Regions from separate parts of the Drosophila melanogaster genome. Here region 2 is linked to region 1. The links are chromatin contacts, called in public targeted proximity ligation maps. All regions are on one chromosome and are shown on one strand. The core of a region is the stretch at or near the end of the contact, and the rest is flanking DNA. Distances in the headings are between cores, read along the strand shown.

Evidence for each region.
Region 2: a targeted proximity ligation map of the Kc167 cell line shows a contact between it and region 1, with 6 times the contacts expected there. A contact is called at or near these places in 11 of 107 Hi-C or Micro-C datasets (the Kc167 cell line, the ML-DmBG3-c2 cell line, the PNm cell line and 5 more) and 2 of 7 datasets of targeted methods (both in the Kc167 cell line).

What each region holds. Positions count from the first base shown.
Region 1 is chr3L:19,898,214-19,904,990 of dm6, reverse strand. The region is part of intron 1 of Mi-2 (Mi-2,); the gene reads left to right. All of the region lies in intron 1 of Su(Tpl) (Suppressor of Triplolethal), which reads left to right. Among named protein-coding and RNA genes, the nearest start is that of lncRNA:CR32218, 5.2 kb to the right of the region's middle.
Region 2 is chr3L:20,382,271-20,388,882 of dm6, reverse strand. It overlaps fbl (fumble), which reads right to left and starts at 4,454. Exons shown (of 7, transcript NM_133434.4): 1 at 4,025-4,454; 2 at 36-214. The coding sequence starts at 4,070. It overlaps CG5498, which reads left to right and starts at 4,774. Exons shown (of 4, transcript NM_168850.3): 1 at 4,774-5,330; 2 at 5,383-5,602; 3 at 5,664-5,873; 4 at 5,943-6,478. The coding sequence starts at 4,860. The coding sequence ends at 6,388. RhoBTB (Rho-related BTB domain containing) reads right to left here. Exons shown (of 13, transcript NM_140959.2): 13 at 6,485-6,612.

The DNA.
Region 1 (6,777 bases), core at 226-2,725:
GTTGTTGTTGTTGTGTTGTTGTGTTGTTGCTGCTGCAGTTGTGTAGTTGTTGCCACCCGACTGGTTACATATTGCTATAGTTGTTGTTGTTGTTGTTGTTATTGCTCTCGCTCTGCGGCGGTAGTTATATGTACGTATAGGTAGTTGTTGTAGTTGCGGTCGGTTTAGTCATACCACGCTCGCCTATAATGTTTATATAATTTTTCGTATCTTTTATTTTTCACATGCATACCGCGCGAGGTTTTTTATGGCTCGTTTGTGGGTTGGGTTTTGGGTTTTGTGCACTCGACTCTACTACAAAAGCGCAATTCGAGTACTGAATTTGTCGTTTTTTACTTTTGTTTTCCTTTTCCAACTCGCTCTTTCGTTTCGTTCGTACACAACTCGTACTTGATAAGAAACCCAACCGCAACATTAATCGAGGCTTAAGCGATAGGTGCTGCTTTTGCAAAAAAAAATTTTTGAAAAAATCGAATTGAAATTTTGTTCTAGAATTTTCACCATAAGTTGAATAATATCCGAATTAGTCAGAAAAACTAGATGAATAATTCTTAAATATGTACTCGTATTATGATCATTACAAGGCGGAATAAAATAGTTTTCATTGTTTACAACTGGTTTCCGGTTGAAAGTACCGTTTCTTGTGGCTAACTTTTGAATTGTTTGTCATTACCTTATATGCAAAGGTCAGGTCGATAACTTAGAAACTCCTCTTCTTGGGAAACATTCATTGCCTACTGCTCTGGTTTGACTTATTTTTTGGCCAACTTAAATGGCAACAGAGACCGGAAACTCCGGCAAATAGAAAAAGGCAAGGTGATGGCCAGAGCTGACGCGTTTTAAAAGCTACTTCTGATGTATGCTTGTGTGGGAATAACACACAATAGGCTGTCATAGAAGTGGAGTGTTCTGCGGAAGTTCAATTAGCAACCTACTAATTAAGTGGAAAGAGAGAAAGGAAGCGAAAGCAATACAGCAAGTGATAATTGATCAGATTTGTGTAGCAATATATTAGATGCATTTGCATTTCACGAGTGATTAAAGCTGTTCACTGCAAATTCTTGTAAATGTTACATGTCATTTATAAGATTAAAGATACACGTTCCTGCCGCACCGCACAACTTTAATGAATTTGCGGTCGAAGATATAAATTAATCACAACTCTAATACAGCAACCAATAAAGCAGCAGTAAAATTGGTTTAATGAAATATTAAAAAGTTGATTGTACGCTCAATTTGACTGACCTTCAGTAATTTTAAAGATATAGCCTCAGAAACATACATACGTTGAAAAGTTTGTCCGTCCGTGTGTGCTGCATACATGTGTGCACGCATATACTATATACGAAATGTATATTCATTTTTTATAATGAAAGACAGCGGCTACAAAAGCAACACCAACAGCAACAACAGCAGCAAATACAACAGATTCATAACAACCCAGAGAGGGAAATACCAGTCGGCAATCGCGACTCGCTCCGTTGGTGGTTGTTATTGTTATTGTTGGTGTGGTTGTTGTTATTTGGTTTCTTTCAAGTCCGTTTGTAGTCCAGTTCCAAATTGCCAACACTGTTGCTTACCGCTGTTTCTTTTTTCATGAATACCCTGAAATGGGGTATTCATGTTTTTAAAGCTCAATTTTGATATGATGATATGATATACCATACCGTTTTGATATTTCAATTATTACAACCTAGTGCTTCTTCAAATAGGTATTCAATCCGAATTTTGATCATTTTGTGTGGTAGATGACGCCAAGTGTATTACCAAATTCGGCTTACTGGCTGCCTCCCCTCCTTTCGCGCTTCGTGTGTGTTTCGGTGTTGTTGTCAGTCGCGTCTTGCTGCTGCTCCGATAAGAAGAAGAAATCCGAACTGAATCTGGGAAGACAAGTTTTCGAAGCAAACGAAGCCAGCCAAACCGTCCATCGTTGCTGCCGCTCAATCTTCGCGGGTCGGAATGGATCGTATCGTATCGAATCCGAATCGGAATCCAAGTCCGAAACTCTGGTCTGGTTGTGTTTCTTTTTTCGAATGCCGAAGCCTTCTAGTCGAAACACCATCAACACACCCCACCCCATACCATACCATACCATCCCAATCCACCCAACACCATTCCATTCCACTCTACTCACTCTACACTCTACTCCATTACTTGGCCACTTGAGTTGGCCATGTTTCGTATCGGGTTTTCCAGTGTTTCTTCGGGCCTTTTGGGTGTTGTTTGTTGTTGGTGCTTTTTGCTTTCCGTTGATTAGCATGCATATGTATTTGTGCTGAAGATATCGCACTGGTTACCAGCCGACGACGACGACTTTGCGTTACGAAATCACATATAAAAACTTTTATTCGAAATTTATTTAAGCTTGGTTGTCTCCGCTGCGCCACTTCCAAAGTGCTTTATTTATTTATTTATATTTCGTCTTTTCTTGAAAATCAAAGAGGCTTAATTATTATTTAAATTGAATTGAGACAAGCGATTAACGAAGACCAGTTAGCAACGGGCGGAATTTTAGGGGATTTTTGTAGGCCACAGATTTATTCTGGCTTTTTACTTGACCAAACGTTAAGGTTGAGCAATCGTGTACAAAGTTATATTGGAATTAAATGTTGAATATTTGAATATCAATATTAAATGTAATTCCAACCAATATTTGGGTTTTTATTGTTTTATTTTCATTTTTGCATCCATTTGGAAAATCTAGTTCACTTTCAATCAGTAAGCCCACGTCCGTTATGAGATTTATTTGACCTATATGCATTATCCATCATTGAGTACCCATTTTTGCATTGTTGATAAAACCCTAGACTAATTCTAATATTAACTGAAAACGTGTTGCCGCCACCGGCAGCGTAAAAACCCAATGAAAACGTGTGACGGTAGTTTTGTTTTCGTAACCCCCTCTTCATGTGTTTTTCTGATTAAATTTAAATTGGTTTTTATTGTCGGGTTCATTTGTTTTCGTGGCTGTTGTTTGGCTGGCTGGCTGATCGGTTTCAAAAACCAGATTCTACGGGAGAGGCAGCAGGCTTATTAATACAGGCTTCGTAGAAAACACACTTCAAAGTGGTTTGGTTTCTCGTTTTGTTTGAATCCGATTTTCTAGACTGCAAACAGCTGGCTAAAAGCTTTCTTTATCCATCGATTTGCTGTGTTCGCTTTTTTATGCTTTTTTTTTTTGTCTTCCCAGATAAGGTTGTCACGTAAATAAGCTGTTTATATACAAGCAAAGTACCTAATCTAATCGCGGAGCTCAGTGTCGGGCGTATGTTGAAATTTCAATTTATGTCAATTCACGGTCAATGTTTTTCCGATCCGAATCGCTCGTAACCCTTCAAATACTATATCAGCAGTATTGCGAGCTTTACGCATTTCCGTTTCACTTTTCAGCTGTAAAAAGCAAATCAGAATTATGCAATGATCGGTCGTTGAACGAACAATATCGGTTCTTTAGCTGGTTAGCAGCTCCTTTTTGTATTTGTCATTTTGAATCGGGAATTTGGACGGGCTACAAGTTCAATGTACGAATTGTTTTATATATGCCTTATACTGCTTATTCTCGATATATCTTTTGTGGCTGCTGTTGATTATACATACATATGCATATCTCAAAAAGTTCAGTGCCTTTAGATAAGCTTAGGACGAAATGTGTGCATCGTAGGCTATTAGTCTTTTTTTTTTTCAGAAAACAAACTTAATTGCACGCGCTTCGTATTTCCCACATGAAAAATAATTGCTTTCTTGAGAACCATTTAGGAAGCACGCTTAATGTTTGCGTCAGAATTATAATACATGACATTTTATAGACCAGTAATTGTTGTAGTTAGCTCTGTTGATTGTACAATTAGATCGTTTAAAGTTCTCTTCGTTGAATCGATAACCATTTTTAAGCTTTTGGTGAAGTTTACAGTAGCATTGAAATTTTAAATACTCTATTGGTTAAAGTTTGTATTTAAAATATCATTAAAATTAATCGATAAAATTTCAATTATTTCGATAACTAAATTGCTGACATACAAACTCAATAATTCTGTTAAGCCACCTTGAATTTAGTGTACAATTAGCAACAATAATCTTAATTCTATGCTTCGAAATTATTTGTATTTGCTTATCGATTATTTCGATAAACGGCCTTTGCCATTGGTGCATCACTGTTGAAAATTAACCCCGGCAAACGGCATCTGAACTTCGAGTGAGGTACGACGGCATTTAGCACCTTTTTATTTTTACTCTTTATCGTGAAATATTTCCCACTTGATGTGTTGTGTTGTGTGAGTCACACACTCGAACAAATGCTGGCGTTGAGAGCGCATTTTGTGTTGTGGGTGCCTTCTCTTGCGTTTTTGTTGTTGTTTTTCTGGACTATAAATAGACCTGTGCCGAAGATAAAATTTTATAATATTGCCATTTTATTGTATAAAATAGATGTGGGTATATGGGATTCGGATCTCTCTGGTCGCTCTTTCTCTCGTCTCGAAAATGCACCAATATGGTGAAAAACAATACGAAATATGTACGTATGTTTGTTCGGTCGTTCAATGTCCAAGGCATTTGGGATTCCCATGTGGGCAATTACCAATAAGGCGTGCGTCGGTTTGCCCGGAATTGCTTGCCCCATAAGTCCCCCAACTGTCCGATTCCCAGATCGGTTTGCACCATTATCGCCAGCTCCGGCAATTGATTATTCACTCGCACACCCTGAATGTACTTACTTACCCGATTACTTACCTATATACATATAGTCGTTGTAGCGCTCCGTTTGGTGCATTTGTATTTCGTATTTGTATTTTGTTTTAGTATGTTATGTGCAAAGTCTGATAATTGGTTTGGAAATGCAGTACTAGCAGGCCAGTTCTGATTTTACCTTATTTTTACTTTCAATGTTTTTGTCCATTAATTTTCTATATGACGACGTATTAACGCAATTCCCAAGCTTCAAGAAAATGTATTTTAAAGAAGTTGCATATAGATTCTTTATATCTTGAATTCATGTAGGATCGATCGTTAGAATGTCTGGTTGATTCCTGCACATGCAAGTCTTAGTTACTTCTAGAAAATACTCCTACTGCAAGTGCTAACTTTCTCACAATCTCTATATTTATGGTTTTTGTTTTAAATACTTTCATTTAATTTCTGATAACGAGGCTGATATTTCATTTCTTCAGATTGCTTGCTTTTCTTCATTTTATGACGTAGCCCTGGTCGGTCGTTTTTTATCGATCGATTGTTCTAGTGCCCGCTTGTGTGCGATTGTAGGTGGCAACCCTGGCGATCTGCAAAGATTTCCTATAAAGTGCACCCCCAGAATTTCTGCGGTATGTATATGGAAACGAGGCAGAGAGGCCCGTCTCCGATGATGTGTTCTTGTTCTTGCTGCCCCATTTCCTCATTGAGCATTGTTATCACCACCTCCCTCGTTTCTGTAAAGAAGTGTAGCACAAAGAAAACTGCTCGTGCACAGCTGACAGCTGCATCGTTCCACGAACAGAAGTATGTATACATATACATATACACTAAACAATGTACTTACGTACATATGTGTACGCGAGTGTGTCATCTATTTTTCAACCGTGAGATTATACATTCTTACATGTGTATGTATGATGTGCATGCACCTAGGGGAATGGAATGGATTGGTTTGGATTGTGCGGCTGGTTTAGGGAAGCGTGTTCACGTTCGAGAGCGTGTGCGTTTTGTCTTTTCTCTTGAGCATTCCACTGCACACGTTTTCCACCATCTTTTCACAAAGTTTCCATTTATTGCACCTCGCAGCGAACGAGGGTATATTGCTTTGACGGAACTAAGCAGATTTAACCACAAGTATCAATTAGGGTGAGGTATACTAATGATTTTTTTTTTTTTGAATTTGGTCAAGGATTTTAAAGCGAGAATTATTAATTCAAAAACATCATTTGGAAATTTGTGAGAAACATTTTGGCACAAAATTGAAAGTATTCATAACATAAGTGTGATTAGTAAATTTATTGAACTAATAATTAAAACATACATATGTATATACTATACGGGCATAACAGTGAAAAGGTTATCCATTCATTATTTACCATCGGTGCTCTCCTGATTGCTAAGTATATTATAGTCGGGATCGTGCTCTTCCTACTTGTTCATTGTTTTCCTTTTCCCTTGGTTCTTCGGCGGCGGTTTATGGCTCCTGTTTCCTGCGGCCAGCTGTTGTCGAGGTCCTCGCATTTCCTTTTGCCTGTCCCTTGCCCCCTGACCCTGTGCCACCTCTTCCCATCCCTCCGCACTCCTCTCCACAACTCACTTTGTGTCGTCGCAGTGCATTGGCCTTTCGGCGTTTTTCCCTCAATGCTATTTGAACAAAAACGAAACTTGAAATTGTATTATGCTGGCTGCGCCGCGACTCTGCAGTTTTATATGCACAGTTTGAATATATTTCAGCTAATTTTTTTTATAGTTGACGGCATTTTTTTTTTCTTACTTAGGCGGCGTCCAGGGACATCATTGTAGTTAACTTGAGGCAAAGAAAAGATTTTAAACAATTAAGAAAAGCAGTGGACTAGCAAATGTAATCACGAGTAGAAGACGTGTTCGGTGGTTTAATCAATGTTTTCAAACCCTATTAACAATCAAAATTGTTTACTTTTGTTACGGATCGAATTCGTATATTTGTATTACCTATCAAACAAGTTACACAAATTATTTAAAGCCAAAATTCAAACCGTATTTTGACAGAATTACTGCAGAAATGTGTATAGCAACAAAGATATTTTTCTATCATTGGCAAAATAGCGTTTA
Region 2 (6,612 bases), core at 3,205-5,704, 480 kb before region 1:
CGCACACCCACATTTCCATTGGTCGCTCATCTCACCTGTAGGTGCGTATCACGATGTCCGGTTTTGCCGTACGCCGAGTTTTTGGTCAAGTAGCGTCGGATATTCCGCAAAATGCCAGCCTCGCGATCCTGCTCATCCGGCGTTATGTCCTTGGGCTCGAAGTAGACCAGCTTGGTGAGGGTTCCGCCGATGTCCATGCCAAACCATGGCATCGCTGCAATGGCAGAGTATTGATCATAAGGTATATTTTTGCAGGATATATTGTTCTAGCTAGTTCGTAAGTTGCCTAAATATAAGCATATAAGCATGACCCACCCACATCTATTAAAGTAATAGCAGCAATAAGCGAAGGGTCTTTTTTGGTGGCCCACTTGTGGCACAAACATATTATTGTATATTTTGTGTGGTTGTGTTGTTAATATTTCAACTGTCAAATTTTGCTTAGTTCCTTATTTTCCACATGTGTGGCATTGCAACACTTAATCACATATGTATCTGACTGACTTGTAATCAAACCTGTCTGAGAAACAACTGCGACAAACATGTTCGGGAAGCTTGTGAATCGGATTCAATGGCAAATCAACAAGTTTCAAAACATTACAAGAGCATAAAGAAATCGAACGCCAAAGGCTAGCTAAATGAATAAACTAAATGCTTGAAAGCGGTTCATGCTCATGGTGTCAAGATCAAATTGACGCCAAACTGTGTCACACTGCTGCCTGCTAACGGTTGCTTTATCGAGGCGAGGGTACTTCACAGAGTATACTTATCGGATACAGTGGATATCGTCTAAGCAGAATGCTTTTATATTGTAATAAACCAAAGGCTTCCCCGCATTGGCAATGTCTTCGCACCGAATTGGACTTTGGAAGTGCACGCACCGCTCTTGATGATGAGATCAAAGATCGATGTAAAGTGTAGCGCCTCCGGCATTGTGTAACCCTTGGAGCTGTGGCGCTGCTGGTTTATTCCGCTCGACTATAGAATCGGCTGCACATAACACCGACGTGTAATCACTGGTAAACGCGTTTTATTTTATTTGACTCTCCAGTCAGTCAGACCAGCCCAGCCCAGAGACCCGGGCAGCGCGTATGTCGAGGTGTATATATTCCACGGAACTACGGCGCTTTCAATTCGATTCGTTGCGTTGGGTTTCGTTTCGGGCAGTATATGGCTATGGGTTCATTACGAGCACAGTGCGCCTGTATACTACGTTGGTTTGCCTAAACCGGAAACATTTCACTCGGGCGCCACAGGCAAGTGCGACACGTCGATGGCTCCAACTGACTGACTGACTGGCTGCCGGATAATATATTAGCCGTAAACAGCTGAACACTAGCGAAATGAGCAATCGACTCGAACTGAACGCATGTGCGCCGCGCTCGGGTAAACACACCTTTCTTATCTGCCCTCCGGGCACGGCACGCAGCTTATCGGGCGCTGGTATTGCTCGAATTGACCAGGGAATTGACCGTTTGGCGGGCTCAAGCAATTTTTTTTATAATACAGGTGTACACTTCAACCGAATTTGTCCGATCTTCACTTGTCGATCCGCAAATCGCGAGATCCCCCAGGACGTTTATCTAATCAGTTGTTTAACGTGTAGGTCTATTTCAGAATGCATTACTCAGAATTTAACAATCTTAACTATAAACTGGATGGAGTCAAGAGGCCGGCGGTTTTTATCTTCTCGCCAAGTACTTCATTTTTAGGCAAATGTTAAAATATTATTCCCTACAATACTAAATACTAAATAACTAGCTGTGGGTTCATTGGACGATACCGATGGCCACTGACTATGGGATTAATTGTGGCCTTAAAATCATATTAAATAAAATCATATTAAGGGTTTTTTAGGGTTTTAGTGAATTTACTTATATCATGCGACGCATTTCAATCCATCTTATTCCTCAAATCAGGCGAATTAAAAGCGTATTTAAGCACGATTTAGCACGATTTTTACGAAGGAGACTGGATTTGGCCAATCAGATATCCCAAAACCTGAACACATATTATCCGCCAACTTACACATAAGCTCATCGCCTTGGGGAATTTGGATGGCGGGATGCGGTAGTTCGGTGAAGGCGGAGGACGAGGAGCAGTAGCTGTTGCACCTGCTGTGCTCGAAAAACACTGGTTCCGCCTCCAAATCGATGGGATCTGAGCTGCTATCCGAGGCCATGGCGATGGACTTGCTCTTGGAACCCAGAGCTGAGCGCCACGAAGCGCGCCATGAGTTTCGTTTCGCTGAGATCACAGGTGAGGTTGGCGGACTGGGGCTGGTCGGTTTCTTATCGTTATGCAACTTGAATATTTTCAAATTGAATGAGTATTTCGAGTTGCGCGTGGGGACTTTCATTTTATTTGCTTGATTATTTTACAGCTTAGCGTTTCGCTGACACACAACGGATTTACAAGTTCAGAGGCGGGCACTTATCACAGGCAAGTTGGATTGTGGAGTGTGGAGTGGATTGAAGCTTGTTGGATTTGGACCATTGGCCACGAAAGCCGCGAAAGATGTTTGTTTGCTCAATTCATAGGTTTCTAAATGGCGATGGCGACAACTGGTGATCGCGCGATGCGATGCGATCCGATCCCATCCGTTGTTGACCGTTCGAAAACAGACGTGAAACGCGTTTGAATGAAATTTTACTGCCCGAAGCCGCGACAGCAACAGCAGCAGCGGCGGACGCGCTGCGGCTTTCGCATATGTATAAGCAGCTCCAAACGAACTGAGCGCCATGTGTAGTGGGTATATGACCGTGGAGGGGGAGACACCCATACATATATAGCCTCACCGCATTAATGAGCGAGCCGAACCGAACTTAATCATTACGAAAACACATTTAAAACACTGCCAGAGCAGCGTCGACCCACTGTGAACCCTACGACGTCTGTGGATCGCCATTACGTCCGTCCGCTTTTGCATTTGCCTCGGCGACTGGCCCGTGGGTAACTTGGTAAAATTCCCAGCCAATGCATAGTCAATCATCTGGCCATTCATGACCGAACCTGTGCCTTGTGGCACAACACTCTCTCTGCAGGCGCAGCAGGCGTGATAAGAGTGTGAAGAGCCCTGATAACGCGGTCCCAAATGGTTCAAATTCCAAGCGGAGAACCCGCCCGAAAAAGCTGTGGTCCGAAGAGAGCCGAGATGGCAATCATTCATACACTAGCCTTTGGGGAAAACTACTAGCCATTCCGCAAGTGCAGACACTGATTTCGATTATAGCTTAAATGGACAAATGTGTTTCGCGAGTTATAAGTTAATCTTATCATTCATGGTGTTGTGTACCCACAGAGCATGAAATCTGGCAGCGATACGAGTAGGGTATTTCGATGCACTGGTTTTGTGTAAATAGCTGGCAGTCATTGTGACGTTAGTCATATCTGTGACAGACCAGAAAATATTATCACATATGCATGCTTTTGCTTAGCAGGCAGTTCGCGCCACTAAAAAAGTGGTCAAGCTACAGAATTAAACCAAGTCAATAAACCCTCAACCTTGCTCGCAATAATAAACGTATGAAAGAATTTAAAAGCACACATTGCTTGGAATATTTGTTTACTATATAACAGAAATAATTTTAAAATGAAAAACCTAAATTAGGCCAACAGTTATTAGAAATTTATCCCGCTAAATTAACATCGCTAAATCTAAATTCGAGTTTATGCTCTCAGTCATCATGTGATTACTTTCTAATCACTGTTTGTGTTTATCTCGCAACCGCAAAGCTGCCCACTAAAAATAGGTTTAGAAAGTTTATAAACAATCAACCATATTTATCAAGTCGAACAATTGAATTGTTAGATATATTTTTGTATAAATCAGAGATAGTCTTCTGAGAACTTAGTTCGTGTTTAAATACCTTATCTCTTTTTGAACTTATATGAACTCCCCAATTCCTTCTCAAATCTATATGTTCCTAACAACTTATAGTGAATTAAAACTCCTTCTGTATTGCTTTTGGTATTTGCCAGACGCAGATGCAAGCTTCCATAATCTTGCGAAAGCACCACTTACCCCTCGCCAACTGATTGCGCAGGTTAATCTGTTCGTCCTCCGTCATGATGAATTGCAAGACTCAATTGAACGGAGTCAGTTCACCGCAGAACAATGGACTATCCGGAGAATCGCACGCACTTCAAGATGATCCGACAGATGTTGCAATCGGGGGCCTTTCAGGGGCAGCGAGGAGATCTAGGCGGGAATTCGTGGCCAAGAACGTGTCTCAGGGGCTGGGATGTGCTGCTCTGCTCATTGATGCTGCGGAATCCTGGGGCGGCCAAGTTAGCTACGTGTTCCGTGCATTCCCGGAGTCCTCTGGAATGGTGCTGTACGCTCCAGTGCCAAGGCGAGTTCCACGCACACTCAACAAAAGCTTCAAAACAAAATTTTCGTCAGAAGTTTTTAATCTAGTAGCCTGGATGGAACAGCTGATTTGCGATGTGGAGAAAGTTAATCGATATCCAGCTTATCGAAAAGCGCAGTGTTGGTAAGCGGTAGAATTTGTCTTAAATTGTATACAATACAAGCAGTATCTAAATTAAATTACAAATTTTTAATTTAGCAATTGGATCTTTAATTTATTTTTAAAAATTTGATTCGAAATTTACATTTTAAATTGAGTATTCCCACACATTTTATGTGCACCTATTAGCTTTAAGTAAAAATCTTAAAAAAAAGTATCTCATTTGATTAGCATTCCATTAAATTAACGGCCCCTTTTAAAATTTGTTTACAAGCTTTGTATACATTCAATCATTTTGCAACACCAGAAACTAGCTGATTCGACATAAACACACAATCACAAAAGACGCGCAATTTTTATGATCCGGATTAAATTCTTGTTTTAAATATGGGCCTTGGAAGCGGTGACAGGGTAAATGAAACCGACCACTTCAGCTTTCCCGCAAGCTGGCAGGACAACGGTAGAATGCAGGTGCAGTTCGCCATGTTTCGATCGAGGCATCTGGATGCGGAGGGCTACGACGCAAAAATGAATTTCTGGATGGATTTAATTGCAAAATATCTAAAGTTCAGCGGACGACCAATCTTCAGCCTGCGGGATCTGCAACTGCTGTTCATGAGGGGTGACCAACTGCCCGCCTGCCTGGACACCGTGATATCCGAGATGCAGCAGAGGAAGCAGATCCGCTCTCGCAGTGAATTTGAGTACGATCCGGCCAATTCCTGGGGTGGTTGGCTCGTCAACAGCCTGGTAAAGCGCCCCCTTTCATGGAGCTGGTCGAAAATCAAGCACAGCGTGGTGACGGAGGACCTGGAAGCCTCCGCTTTAATTGAATGGATTCACCTAGATGCCTTAAACGTATGTGATATCATCCAATGATTATAGGAATCCTACATAATTAACTTTCCAGAACACTTGCGATCTCATCGCCGAAAAAGTCCTGTCGGAAAACACTGGAAAACTACTGCACTTTAATGCTTTGAAAACGCTTTGTAAGACTCACGGAGTTCCCACTTACTCAGACAAAGATCTATGCGCTTGCCTGTTGGCCTTAAATGTTCGTCAAATCTTGGGCCTAGAATTTAAAGTAGAAAAAGGCATACGCCAAATTCACTTGATCAAAATACCAAGCAAGTTTAAAAGGTTCTCAAGTAGTTAGTATGTATTATTAAACTATAATTTTTGTTATAGAAAAACCTGGCGACGATCTTAATATAAGCCAAGAAGACCAGGCCGTCCACAATCTTCAGAATACCCAAGCTCAGTTACTCAAGCAGTTGGAGGACCTAGAGGAGGAGATCAAGGTGAACGATGACAAAGTGCGCCAGTACATGAAGGAGAACAAACGGCAAATGGCAAAAACCTATCTACGAAAAAGGCATCTCCTGGAAAAGAATCATGGTAATCTTTATTGTAGACACCCCTTATCTGGCTTTTGTGAATAATGTTCTTTGAAAATTCTCTAATTAGAACGTCGCAGTCTTGCCCTGCACAACATCGAATCTCTTCTGTCCAGTGTGGATGAGGCCCAGAACAGTGGCGTTGTTCTGGATGCCTACAAGATCGGATCAAATACCTTGAAGAAGGTTCTCTCGAATTCTGGATTGAAGTACGACAATGTCGACGAAGTATTGGCCGATGTGCGGGACACGCTCGACCAGCATCGGGAAGTTCAGGACATAATGTCCAATAGCGTTGTGGAGAACGCGAGCCAGGAAGATGATCAACTTGAGCAGGAATTGCGTGAACTGGCTGGAGAATCTGCGCCGGCTACGTTTAGTCCACATATTAATAACAACCTAAGGGCGGAGGTTGTGATTACGGACGAGGAGATGATTGCCATGCTGCAGGATCTTGAGGTGGAGGATGGTACTGTATCGCAATCCAGTGTAAAATCCGTGAAAACTGCGATATAAATGTTGTGTTTTTTTAAATGGCATGTGAACTGTTATAATTCTAAATTTATTACATTGTAAAATGCGTTTTTATTACAAGGAAGAAACGTGAGATTTGTTCGTAATTGCTTTTTTATTCTATCATTCTGTACAAAATGCGTCCTTATCGTAGAGAATTGCTTAGAGCTATGGCTAGACAAATGTTTCCGTAAGTAGGAATTCAAAAATATACATACATACATGTC